2 separate regions of the Salmo salar genome follow, and region 2 is linked to region 1. Evidence: chromatin contacts called from public Hi-C data. All regions are on one chromosome and are shown on one strand. The core of a region is the stretch at or near the end of the contact, and the rest is flanking DNA. Distances in the headings are between cores, read along the strand shown.

The links. A called contact is a pair of places that touch in the nucleus more often than the background predicts.
Region 2: a contact with region 1 is called in a Hi-C map of muscle, with 5 times the contacts expected there. The contact joins the promoter of LOC106590441 here to the promoter of LOC106590443 in region 1. A contact is called at or near these places in 2 of 3 Hi-C or Micro-C datasets (gill and muscle).

What each region holds. Positions count from the first base shown.
Region 1 is chrssa29:26,285,410-26,292,305 of Ssal_v3.1, forward strand. LOC106590443 (phospholipid-transporting ATPase IB) reads left to right here and starts at 4,878. Exons shown (of 36, transcript XM_014181490.2): 1 at 4,878-5,214. The coding sequence starts at 5,064. LOC106590444 (E3 ubiquitin-protein ligase RNF6) reads left to right here. Exons shown (of 4, transcript XM_014181495.2): 3 at 454-576; 4 at 784-4,568. The coding sequence ends at 2,672.
Region 2 is chrssa29:26,426,840-26,433,571 of Ssal_v3.1, forward strand. LOC106590441 (protein shisa-2) reads right to left here and starts at 2,663. Exons shown (of 2, transcript XM_014181489.2): 1 at 1,371-2,663. The coding sequence starts at 1,677.

The DNA of each region.
Region 1 (6,896 bases), core at 3,628-6,127:
CCAATCGCCCAGGGCAGTGGTGTTTGCTGGTTTTCCTCCATGTTTTTAAATCACAGGCTAATTTGTATCAGGACAGCCACGTGCCCGGTCCCCCTAGCCAATCAGTGGCACTAATTAATGCCATGGAGAAAGGAAAACCAGCAGGACTGCAGCCCTCAGATTGGCGTAGTCTTCCACTCCTGCCCAAACCCAATACACTAATGCAAACTCGCTAATACAATCTAATATAGGCCGTCATTGTAAATACCAATTTGTTCTTAACTGACTTGCCTAGTTAAATAAAGGTAAAATAAAACACAAACATTTGTAATAACACAATAATATCACATCATAATATAATGGCTCCATGTTGGCCACTAAGGGCTGAACTGGACCCTCAACAATGAAGCATATAACCCACCCCATATCATACACCCTCCATCTTGACCTAACAGAGGACATGTTGTTCCCCAGGTGAAGTGACAGCGGAGGAGCTACGGCAGCGCCTGGACGGGGCAAAGGAGCGTGTGTCATCTCAGCCCCGACCTGAACCCCGCCCACAAAACACGGAGGCCGGAGAAGAGGAGGGGAGCAGCGGTGAGGGGGAGGAGAGAGGGTTAGGAGGGGCATGGAAGGAATATAGGGGAGGAAATGGATGCTAAAGGGTCTAGCCTGTATATCCTAAACTTGACAGGATGTTATGGGTCTCAAAAGGATCATGACCTAATTGCTGCTGTATAGTACTGAAGTATTACTAGATAATTACAACTGGCTCAGTTCAGTAACGAGCCGCTGTCTGTATAGGTACTGCTGAGCCGGGAGCAGAGCCGTCTAACGGTGACTCACTGCTGGAGTGGCTGAACACCTTCCGACGAACCGGAAATGCCACGCGGAGCGGCCAGAGCGGCAACCAGACGTGGCGCGCAGTCAGCCGCACCAACCCCAACAGTGGAGAGTTCCGCTTCAGCCTGGAGATCAACATCAACCATGAACAGCCAGAACCAGGGGAGCACAGTGACACCCCCGACCCCTCAGAGTTGTCCCCTGTCCCCCCTCCATCCACAGCCTCCATACGCACTTCCCCCTCCACTCGCCCCTCACCCTACACCCCTGCCCGGCCCTCCCCCTATCCCTCACCTCGAGCTACCCTGGGCAGGAGGGCTCAAACCCGCCGTACACGCAGTACTACCACCACCCCTCCTCTGACTCCTGCACCCTTCACCTCACCCCTGTCCCCCCCTACTGCTCTAAGGAGTACAACAGCCCTCCACCTCTCCCCTGCCCCATTCCCCATCACCCCCCCTACCCTTCAGGATCAAAGCAGCCCTCCACAGCTCCAGTCCCCAAGCGGAGCTTCCTCCCCAGAGGAGAGGCAGGAGGAGGGGGTTACTACCCTGGACTGCCCCCGTGTAGCGCCCCAGTCTGGCCCCCAGGGGGCGTCTGTGGGGCATGAGCCACGCAGCAGCAGGACTCGTTCCCGCGGCCGGACCCGCAGGGCTGCAGCAGGAGGTGGGACTTCCTCCCGGTCGTCTAGGAGACGTAGCCGCTCCCCTCTTCAGAGAAACCCCGCCCCTAACTCAGCTACCTTATCCCCTAATGGTGGGAGTGGAAATGGTGGCTCTAATATCCACACTGCCGAGCCCAGCAACGGAACTGCTTCTGTCTCCATGGAGACCGGTGAGGCCGTGTCAGAGCCGGCTGTAGTAGCAGAGCCTGGTCCAGAGGCAGGCGAGCAGGAGGGAGAGGCACACACGGCTGGGGCGGGGGGTGCTGGAGGGGTACGGCGCCATCCCACCATCATGCTGGATCTGCAGGTGCGTCGCATCCGACCGGGAGAGAACCGGGACCGGGACAGCATCGCCAGCCGTACCCGCTCCCGGGCCCGCGCTGCCGAGAATACCGTCACCTTCGAGAGTGACAGTGGAGGCTTCCGGCGCACCATCTCCCGCTCGGAGCGGGCCGGGATCCGGACCTACGTCAGCACCATCCGGATCCCTCTGAGGAGGATCAGTGAGACGGGCCTGGGGGAGCCCAGCTCCACCGCCCTGCGCTCCATCCTCAGACAGATCATGACCGGCTTCGGGGAGCTCAGCTCCCTCATGGAGACGGAGGCTGACTCTGAGACCACCGGGGGCACGCCAGGTCACCAGGACCCTGCAGGACCCAACGCAAACACCACCACACAGGCCTACCATAGCCACGGCAACGAGAGTGGAACTGGGGCGGAAGGTCAGGCAGGAGGGGCGGAGGTGGAGACCGAGGGAGCGGCAGGGGCCGAGGAGGAAGGAGGCCAGGAGAGATTAGTCGGGAGTGACGCCGGTGGAGTCCCCACCCCCAATGAGGGTCGGCCGACGAGCAGGGACACAAACAACCTTGTGGAAAACGGCACACTGCCCATCCTGCGTCTGGCCCACTTCTTCCTGCTCAACGATGAGGAGGACGAGGAGCACCCTCGTGGCCTGACCAAAGAGCAGATCGATAATCTGGCCACTCGCACCTACGGCCAGGCTAGCCTGGAGGGAGAGGCGGGACGCGCCTGCAGCGTCTGCATTAATGAGTATGCCCAGGGGAATAAGCTGCGCCGCCTGCCCTGCGCCCACGAGTTCCACATCCACTGCATCGACCGCTGGCTCTCTGAAAACAACACCTGCCCCATCTGCAGGCAGCCCATCCTCCCGGTGCACCAGGACTGACCCTGCCCTGACCTTTGATCCCTAGAACCCCCTGACCCTAGACCGCCACCAGCTACACTTTGCCACCTGTTGGCTGAACTGAGCATGCCCGAGCGGAGTGGACGGTGCATGTACATAGCGCTTTAATGTTTTCATTTATCATTGCGCTATCCATTGAGGGGGGGAGAAAAAACTATAAATGCAGAGAATTAACAAAGCTTTATTTTTTTAGACGTATTTTATTTTCAGCACTTTTTTTTTTTTCTTTTCTTTCCTCCTTGTTTCTCTTTGGCCACTCTGTCATGATGTCACTGAGGTCCACATGTAAAGATAGGACTTATGCTAATGAGCTACTATAGCCAGCTGCTGCTCCTCTACCTGATGTGCTGTGACATCGCCCTGTCACAACCAGACTACAGTAATTAGTCAGACACATCTCTGGACTTGATTTGGTTGAACGTGTAAATATGTCACCGGCTCCTGTGTTTTGGGGTTCAGAAGAGAAAGTCCTTCTCAGTCGCCTTGCATTTTAAGCAGAAGCAGGAAACAGCCATTTTAAGTTAAAGCTAATATTGGAATCCTCCATTTTAAAGCTCCGACATTCCTTTCAAAGTGTCCTCTATGATTTGACGTTGTGTGGACAAAGGCTGTCGTGTATTGACTTTTGAATGAGTTTTCACTTGGTCAGTGGTCCCAAGGATCCTGTTGTCTGCCCACCTGTTCAGTGTATTTCAACCTAGCCATCTAACCCCACAGATCCACAGGGAATGTTCAACATTTCATTCCGTTACAGCCTTTGACACTAAAAATATTAGTACGCCAAGTCAGAAAGAAACATCTAAAGCAAAAGATGATCAGGAAAGTGTGTGATTTAGCAGCAAGCACTTGTAGTAGGACTTGTCTGTTACAGAGACAGGCCAATAATGTTGATGCTAGACAAGGAGTTGTGCAATAACATGGAGGGAAGGAAGGACTGTTTTGCATAGTTACATTTTTAAACATTATAGTGCTGTTCTTTCTCCCTTGTTTACTCCTTGGCATCAATGATTAGTTCCTCTGTTGGGAAATAGAGTATCTGCTTAGTAGTATGTTGTCCCTCTACCCTTGGTCTCCTAGAGATGCCCCCTTAATCAAAAAGTAGTTCACCTCCCACTCCTCTAACGTCTGTGTTTTAAAGTCCCAGCTCTGGTAGAACCTGCCTGTCATGGCCTGATTTCCATGTTCACAAACCAGAAAGGAATGAATAGGTGAAAGCAAAATGGTTCCGGCTCCACTCAACCATTTTCTATATCTATCCAATCCTTTCAGATCAGTGAACAACAGATTTCTTCCTCCATTAGCCTGGCCTAGATCTCAATTGGCTCTTCCTGCATGCAGTATCACCATGTTACCACCAGGGGCAGTATTCACCACAGTACAACATGGTGAGAACTGGAGGCCAGTGTTATTGGTGTCCAGGCAGTGTAGGGGTTTTCTGTCATTTGAATCCTGACTTTTGTCACGCAGACCCATGAGACAGGGGTGTGATAATTGGGTAATATTGCTCTTTGTATACTGCAGAATCTGAGCGTATGTGCATTGTGGAGCTGTGAGTGTGATGAATAAGTGTGTGTGGTAGGGCTGAAGGAAGTGATAAAACAGAATGTCATATGATTTAGCAGCATTAATCAGTCACCTGAATGTTAATCTAAGACCGAGTGGGAGGGTCCGTGGCCATCGAATTTAGTATTTATTCTGTTCCTATTTAATGAGATCAAAAACATCCTTTGAGATATTGAATACTTATTGTTATGTGATGAGATTAAAACAATAAACTGTTAATATTAATGTGTTCTGTTACTGTGTAATATAAATATACAAAGGTTTTCTTCTCTGCTCCTTAACAATGGAATTAAATACAGCTTTGTTATGCCTGGAGTTATTTTGTGTGACTTTGTGTTCCTCACACAGAACCACTGTTTTATCCACATCTCCTATGACAGACCTCGCTAGGCAATAAATTACTCCTAGGCCTATGAAATTAGATGAATGTAACACTTCATTTTTTTAAATATCCAAATATTAAATGACCATAGTGCTAATAGTCATATTCCCTATACCCGTTTGGCATGCTATTTAACCTAGCTGTGCAGTGTTGGCCTCCTGCAGCCTATGGCTACTGCGTTACTAGGCTATTTTTACACATGGCATGTTACACTATTTAACTTATGGCACACATTGGCTACGTGCATATCCAGTTGAAGCAAAGTGAGTCTGAACGAAGGAACGAGGTTATCCTTTTTGTGAGTTTGGCTGAGGACGAAGCCGCACGCACGCACGAACACATGGCATCTATGCGCGCCCTCGTCGCTGCTAAGTAGACCCACCACGGTCTGTCGTCCTACTGGTCAGTTATGATTCATCTCCGAGCGAATGCAGCCTTGTCCCGGGCCCGCATTCCCCGCTGTGACAGTGAGCCACGAGCATGCCAGTGCCCCGGACGCCCTCTTCCAGCCTGATACAGACCCGCACAAGTTCAGGATGTATTTCAACCGGCGATCGAAGAAGATCCACAGCGAGGGCGGTAAGCGTGTCTAGAGGGGACGACGCATGTACTGTAGTCTACAGTAGTACATGTACTGTAGTCTACAGTACAGCTACATGGGTAATTATAGGGGTCGAACTGGCAGCGACATAAACATTGCGACGAGGACGGATTGATTGATTATATTAACAATTTGTGCAATCTGTCCTATTATATATGTGCTTTAGGCTATATTATTGGGACTATAGGGGTTGGGATGGCCTTGTTTATCCCAGGACTGCGGCACGGAGGCGGTGCACCCTGTCATAGGTTACACAGTCAGTGCAGGGCTCATTTTCTATTGGCACGGACTGACTCGGGTTGTGGGCTCAGCGCTTCAACTGAGTCAGTGTCGAATGCTTCGTATAGCGTAGCGTACTGTGTGAAATAATTCAGTAAATACCGGTAGACGGAGAGGAGGTTAGTGTAGGTGAGCGGGGACCGACATGTCATGGCCTCACTTTAAACAGTGCGCGTAATAGACTAGCCTACAGAAATGCCTATGTAGGCTATTTGTCCACGGAACCGATTTACTTTCCCAGGGCGAATGGGTTAATGGTGTGAAGGGTGCAAACTGTCAGGACAGGACATACTTTATTCCGACACATAGGCTACAGTTCGGCACCGTGGGAGAGCCCGTTGTTTAACACAGTCGTTGCTTAAAGGGAACGTGACTAAGGGATCTTATTCTAAGCCCCTAGCGGGAAGGCCATCTCACCTGTTGAGGTCACGCGGGACCCACACAGTTGAACACGAAATCTGTGCTAGTTTAGGCTACATAATAGAGACATTATTATCTGGGCCTGTATACTGGTGCAGAATAGTGATTGGTCTTTTGGGGCTATTCATTATGCTTTTGTCCCCGAAGAAAAACAATGCGTCACAGATGCACGTTTGCCCTCTATGCTTCACAGGGACAGCAGAAAGCATCATTGCACAGGACTCTAGCCTATGTACACACGGAAAATCCTAGCATGATTATTGGCGTTTTGACCGTGTCAGTGAGTGACTTCTATAAGAGGTTTTGGGTCAAGGCTGCAGGGATTAGAGGGGAGGAGGTCAGGGTTTTGGGTCAAGGCTGCAGGGATTAGAGGGGAGGAGGTCAGGGTTTTTGTTTAAGGCTGCAGGGGTTAGAGGGGGGGAGGTCAGGGTTTTGGGTCAAGGCTGCAGGGATTAGAGGGGAGGAGGTCAGGGTTTTGGGTCAAGGCTGCAGGGATTAGAGGGGAGGAGGTCAGGGTTTTTGTTTAAGGCTGCAGGGGTTAGAGGGGAGGAGGTCAGGGTTTTGGGTCAAGGCTGCAGGGATTAGAGGGGAAGAGGTCAGGGTTTTGGGTCAAGGCTGCAGGGATTAGAGGGGAGGAGGTCAGGGTTTTGGGTCAAGGCTGCAGGGATTAGAGGGGAGGAGGTCAGGGTTTTGGGTCAAGGCTGCAGGGATTAGAGGGGAAGAGGTCAGGGTTTTGGGTCAAGGCTGCAGGGATTAGAGGGGAGGAGGTCAGGGTTTTGGGTCAAGGCTGCAGGGATTAGAGGGGAGGAGGTCAGGGTTTTTGTTTAAGGCTGCAGGGGTTAGAGGGGAGGAGGTCAGGGTTTTGGGTCAAGGCTGCAGGGATTAGAGGGGAAGAGGTCAGGGTTTTGGGTCAAGGCTGCAGGGATTAGAGGGGAGGAGGTCAGGGTTTTGGGTCAAGGCT
Region 2 (6,732 bases), core at 1,413-3,912, 140 kb after region 1:
GAACCACCTTCTGCTGAAGCTAAGTGCTAAAATAGATGGCGGCAGGTAGTCTAGTGGTTAGAATGTTGGGCCAGTAACTGAAAGGTAACTAGTTTGAATACCCAATCCAACAAGGTGCATAATCTGCCAATGTGCCCTTCAGCAAGGCACTTAACCCTAATTTCCCCCAGGGGTGCTGTACTACTATGGCTGACCTTGTAAAACAACACATTTCACTGTACCTATCATACTACTATGGCTGACCCTGTAAAACAACACATTTCACTGTACCTATCATACTACTATGGCTGACCCTGTAAAACAACACATTTCACTGTACCTATCATACTACTATGGCTGACCCTGAAAAACAACACATTTCACTGTACCTATCATACTACTATGGCTGACCCTGTAAAACAACACATTTCACTGTACCTATCATACTACTATGGCCGACCCTATAAAACAACACATTTCACTGTACCTATCATACTACTATGGCTGACCCTGTAAAACAACCCATTTCACTGTACCTATCTGTTCTATGTGACAATAAAACATATATTATTGTATTTGACTAAATCAACATGTTCAGATTGTGGCTGGTGTAACCATGCTGTGAGACTACCATCATTGAAGTCCTTTGTGTTGACAAGGGGCACAAGGGGCATTGCACAAAACAAAGTAGTCATCTCTAACCAATCAGAGTATCAAAGCCAATGAAGAATTTTCAAACTCCTGTTTTACACAAGTGTGTTCTGGCTCTGGCCCAACCCATCGGTTCCTTGACCAATCAGACTGCCCCGAATGTGTTCACGTTTGGTGAAGCGTTGGGGGTACTCAGATCCAGACTCGTTACAGAGAAGAAACTAATGTCCGTGGGCGTGGCGTAGCGTTTGGCCGGAGTAGGGAGTCTGGGTAACCAGGCAAACTCCTCTGCAGCTGTCGCTGCCAACTGAAGCGGGATATCGGCCTATTGCATCTATTTAAGCGATTGTAAAGATCCCAGATAGAGATAGTGTTTGGAAAAACTACAACATACTCAAATGTTTGAAATAATGAAGAACCCCATACCTCCAACTTAAATTAGACCTGTGTCATTTGTTGTAGTCCTGGGCCAGTGTAGCCTAACCTTTAAACTTAGGCAATTAGGCCCACTCTTTCTGCCTCACTCTCAACTACTTGGAAATGCAATATTGCTGGTGTATAACAATTAAGTTATACAATTTAAACTAGGTCAGTATTAAATCTAGTTTATAAAATACATTATAATTTTGAGCAGACAATGAGAGCTTTGCAGCCTTAAGGCAGAGCGTTTGGCAGGCACACAGCTGCTATGGCCCCTAAAGCTGACCGTGCTGGGCCAGACAGAGAGACAGAGTTCTTACCTGCGCCCGTATCCTTGTTCTCCTTGCTGTTGGTGCCCGGTTCCTGGGCTTGCTTGTCGTTTTCACAAGTCCCCTGGTCCAGCCGTGCTTCAGTGCTGGAGCAGCAGTACCGGAGCTCGCATTTCCCGCAGCAGATGATGGCATCCTCACCATCGAACTTCTCCGGGCACTGGAAGCCCTCTCTCCAGGTGCCCTGGGTGTCATGCCAACCGTGACAGTACTCTCCACTCGCCTTAACGTCAATAATAACCAGGAGTAGAGTTACAACCACGATGACAGACATTGGGAGACCTCGGCCACCCCACATCCCGACCCCGGTACCCGTGTGGGCGCGCTATAAGAGACTGAGGGTTTATTTCTCTTTCTCTACGGCTCGAACCTGGTTAACGGAGTGATACGGTGGATGGATGAAATTAAAGAAAGAGTGGCGACAAAGTGGAGACAAAACAAAACGTCTTTGAAACTGTCATTTGACAGTTGAATTCCGTGCATAGCCTAATTCAATAGATCCACACGTTTGTCACCAAAGCGCCCCTTTTCAAAGTATCCACTGTCCGAAGTTTATCACAAGATTCCAAGTAGTTTATTTACGATTTTTGGGAAAATAAACTATGATACCCAGAACATAAATACATTTGACACCAATCTTATAAATAGCCTATTTTTTCATAGAGCTTATTTCACTCTCCATTCCACGGCTCAGCTCTGCGAGTCCCAGGAAACATCAATCCAGGCTGAACGGAATCCCTCTGGCACGGAAGCGAGGCTGTCCATGTTCTCCTGAAAATGCACTTCTCGGATGACTTTCCCCCAAATAGCAGCGAAACCAACACTGGCTTTACATGTAATCCATACCGCCCTGCGAGTGTTCTCACGAAATCTTCCTCTGTCCTGTCCAGTCCACCAGCCCAGCAAGTTGTGTTTCTCCTCTTCTAATGCATGTCGATCAACTCCTCCAAACGTTTCTACAGTAGACTAACATATAGAAAAGTAGACCATGAGACTAAATTCGAACAGAGCATGTTATTCACGGTTTCTTGGGGATAGTCTACGTCAGAAAGATCCGTGCAAGACATGTCAATTTTGCACCCATTCATACAGTATTGCCTCCCAGTCCGAGTCCATCTAGGTCGAGAGCGCTTCGAATCAGCGTGTCCAGTTTCAATGAAAGGTGGGCAACAGTTAAACTTCCGCTTGCGCATTGGTCACTGACATGTTCCTAGACTTCTCAGTGCTCAGCCAGCCAGCCAGCCAGTTGTCAGTGTGAACAAGTGTCACTGCGCTCAGTTCTGAAGAGCCCCTCCGCTTTCCGAGGGTAGCCCCCGTGCGGTGTTGGGTGTGGTTACCCCCTTGGGACCCCTGCGCGCACAATGGAAGGCCTGATTGTTGAATGGAGTGCACGTATTGACTGCTGGCCGAGAGTAGCTCTCACTCATACATTATCACCTTAAATTGACTTGTGTGCATAAAAACTATGGCCAAGACACACACACACACACACACGCACACATGGTTGGATGTTAATAGGCCTTATCAAGTGAATACCATTACCTACCTACTTATCTTATTGCATGCTCAGTGTTCATGTCATGGGAATAAGGTGTATTCTACTAGAGCTAGAAAATTACAAAAGTAGTTATGGTATAGGCCTCGTTATGCTATGTGTACAGTGACGGAAAAAGTACCCAATTAAAGATAACTTAATAGAAAATGAACAGGCAAAAGTAAAAGTCACCCAGTAAAATACTACTTGAGTAAAAGTCTAAAAGTATCTGGTTTTAAATATACTTAAGTATCAAAAGTAAATGTATTTGCTAAAATATACACAAGTATCCAAATTAAAAGTATAAATAATTTAAAATGCCCTATTATAAGCAACCCAGATGGCAAGATTGTGATGTTTTTCTAATTTACGGATCACCTGGGCCAAACTCCAACACTCAGACATCTTTACAAAGGAAGCATTTGTGTTTAGGGGGTCCACAAGATCAGAGGCAGTAGGGATGACCAAGGATAATCTCTTGATAACTGTGTGAATTGGACCATTTTACTGTCCTGCTTTCAGTAATGAGTGCTTTTGTCTGTCAGGGAAAATGTATGGAGTAAAAAGTACATTATTTTCTTTAGGAATGTAGTGGAGTAAAAGTAAAAGTTGTCAAAAATATAAATAGAAAAGTACAGTACAGATACCCCCCAAAAAACGACTTAAGTAGTACTTTAAAGTATTTTTACACCACTGTATGAGTAGGTCTACTGTTCAATCATCGAGCACATTTGAAACATTAGTGAAGTTGAAAATCATTCGTTAGATGACATTGCCACCTGGTGGTTATAAATATTAGTACACATGATAGTATAAAATTGTTTTCCATAATTTATACAAATTATGCTAATTATTTACATTGTTTATGTTTTTATTTGGGGACGTGATGAATAGTTGGCCTATGTTTCAGGTCATTTTGTTTTCACTATTCAGCCCTGTCTGAAGCACCCACTAGTTACACTACACCCCTTACTTGTGGCTATGTTGAAGACTACATTTCCCATCATGCTCTACTGTCAAATAGCGTCCTTGGTAACTAGGAAGGGAAGTTATTTTACCTAGAAGCGCGCAACTGTTGGATACACAGCGCAGCACAACAGCTCCCCCCTGCCAGAACACCCCCCCCCCCCTCGCGTGAACGCGCACGCACTAAATTCTTCATTGCCGCGACTTGCTTGCGAGTTGAGATTTCTGATCACGTTAGGCTGCGTTTCATTTTATTTTTAATGTCGGTTTGATCGCGGGGGAGGCACTAGTAATGTCTGCACTTTTCGGTTTGGCTATTTGTTTTAAGTGTATTAGTCTATAAATAAATCTCTTTGTCAAAATGAGTAATTGCTTGCCTACATTTTCACCTTCCTCTATGTTTAATATAACACACATACATTAATTATTCATTTCGGTTGCCTATTCTGACGTGAAGTTTGTTCTATAGAAAGTATTTGACTCTGATGTACTCTGGGCGAAAAAGAAAGTTCAAACATATAAGTCAACATGAGTGCATATCCATAATCACAGTACACTCTTAAACTAATATATTTTTTAAAATGTATAATAATATAATAAACAAAATTATGACTGAATGTGCCTCCATGTAGAATCCCCTCCCCAATAGGTCCATTCGCCCTCAATAGCACACCCCCAGCACCTCCAACATCCCCATCAACCCCCCTCAACCACAAAACACAATAATGATAATAATAATAGAAGTTAAAATTTAAAAATATATACCAAGATATATATACACATACACACACACATGTACAGTAAATACAGTTGAAGTCAGAAGTTTACATACACTTATGTTGGAGTCATTAAAACTCATTTTTAAACCACTCCAAAATTTCTTTTCAACAAACTATAGTTTTGGCAAGTCGGTTAGGACATCTACTTTGTGCATGACACAAGTAATTTTTCCAACAATTGTTTACAGACAGATTATTTCACTTATAATTCACTGTATCACAATTCCAGTGGGTCAGAAGTTTACATACACTAAGTTGACTGTGCCTTTAACCAGCTTGGAAAATTCCAGAAAATGATGTCATGGCTTTAGAAGCGTATGATAGGCTAATTGACATACTTTGAGTCAGTTGGGGGTGTACCTGTGGATGTATTTCAAGGCCTACCTTCAAACTCAGTGCCTCTTTGCTTGACATCATGGGAAAATCAAAAGAAATCAGCCAAGACCTCAGAAAAATAATTGTAGACCTCCACAAGTCTGGTTCATCCTTGGGAGCAATTTCCAAACACCTGAAGGTACCACGTTCATCTGTACAAACAATAGTACGCAAGTATAAACACCATGGGACCACGCAGCTGTCATACCGTTCAGGAAGAAGACGCGTTCTGTGTCCTAGAGATGAACGTACTTTGGTGCGAAAAATGCAAATCAATCCCAGAACAACAGCAAAGGACCTTTTTAAAAAAAATGTTTTACCTTTACTTAACTAGGCAAGTCAGTTATGAACAAATTCTTATTTTCAATGACGGCCTAGGAACAGTGGGTTAACTGCCTTATTCAGGGGCAGAACGACAGATTTTTTCCTTGTCAGCTCGAGGATTCGATCTTGCAACCTTTCGGTTACTAGTCCAACGCGCTAAACACTAGGCCACTAGGCTACCTGCCACCCATTGTGAAGATGCTGGAGGAAGCAGGTACAAAAGTATCTATATCCACAGTAAAACGAGTCCTATATCGACATAACCTGAAAGGCCGCTCAGCAAGGAAGAAGCCACTGCTCCAAAACCTCCATAAAAAAGCCAGACTATGGTTTGCAACTGCACATGGGGACAAAGATCGTACTTTTTTGAGAAATGTCCTCTGGTCTGACGAAACAAAAATAGAACTGTTTGTCCATAATGACCATCGTTATGTTTGGAGGAAAAGGGGGGAGGCTTGCAAGTCGAAGAACACCATCCCAACTGTGAAGCACGGGGGTGGCAACATCATGTTGTGGGGGTGCTTTGCTGCAGGAGGGACTGGTACACTTCACAAAATAGATGGCATCATGAGGTAGGAAAATTGTGGATATATTGAAGCAACATCTCAAGACATCTGTCAGGAAGTTAAAGCTTGGTCACAAATGGATCTTCCAAATGGACAATGACCCCAAGCATACTTCCAAAGTTGTGGCAAAATGGCTTAAGGACAACAAAGTCAAGGTATTGGAGTGGCCATCACAAAGCCCTGACCTCTATCCTATAGAACATTTGTGGGCAGAACTGAAAAAGCGTGCGCGAGCAAGGAGGCCTACAAACCTGACTCAGTTACACCAGCTGTCAGGAGGAATGGGACAAAATTCACCCAACTTATTGTGGGAAGCTTGTGGAAGGCTACCCGAAACGTTTGACTCAAGTTAAACAATTTAAAGGCAATGCTACCAAATACCAATTGAGTGTATGTAAACTTCTGACCCACTGGGAATGTGATGAAAGAAATAAAAGCTGAAATAAATCATTCTCTCTAGTATTATTCTGACATTTCACATTCTTAAAATAAAGTGGTGATCTTAACTGATCTAAGACAGAGAATATTTACTAGGATTAAATGTCAGGAATTGTGAAACACTGAGTTTAAATGTACTTGGCTAAGGTGTATGTAAACTTCCGACTTCAACTGTATACATAAACATATTCACAGGACAGTCAACTTATCTCTTATCTCTTTTCCTACATCAGATATACCTACATTTCCACCTGGATGACAGCACATAATCAGCAAGACGGAGATGCTCTTCATCCAACGGAATGCCTGCCCATTCTCAGATGTTAGATAATCTGAGATGATCACGTCATTTACATTCCAGCCCTTGTCAG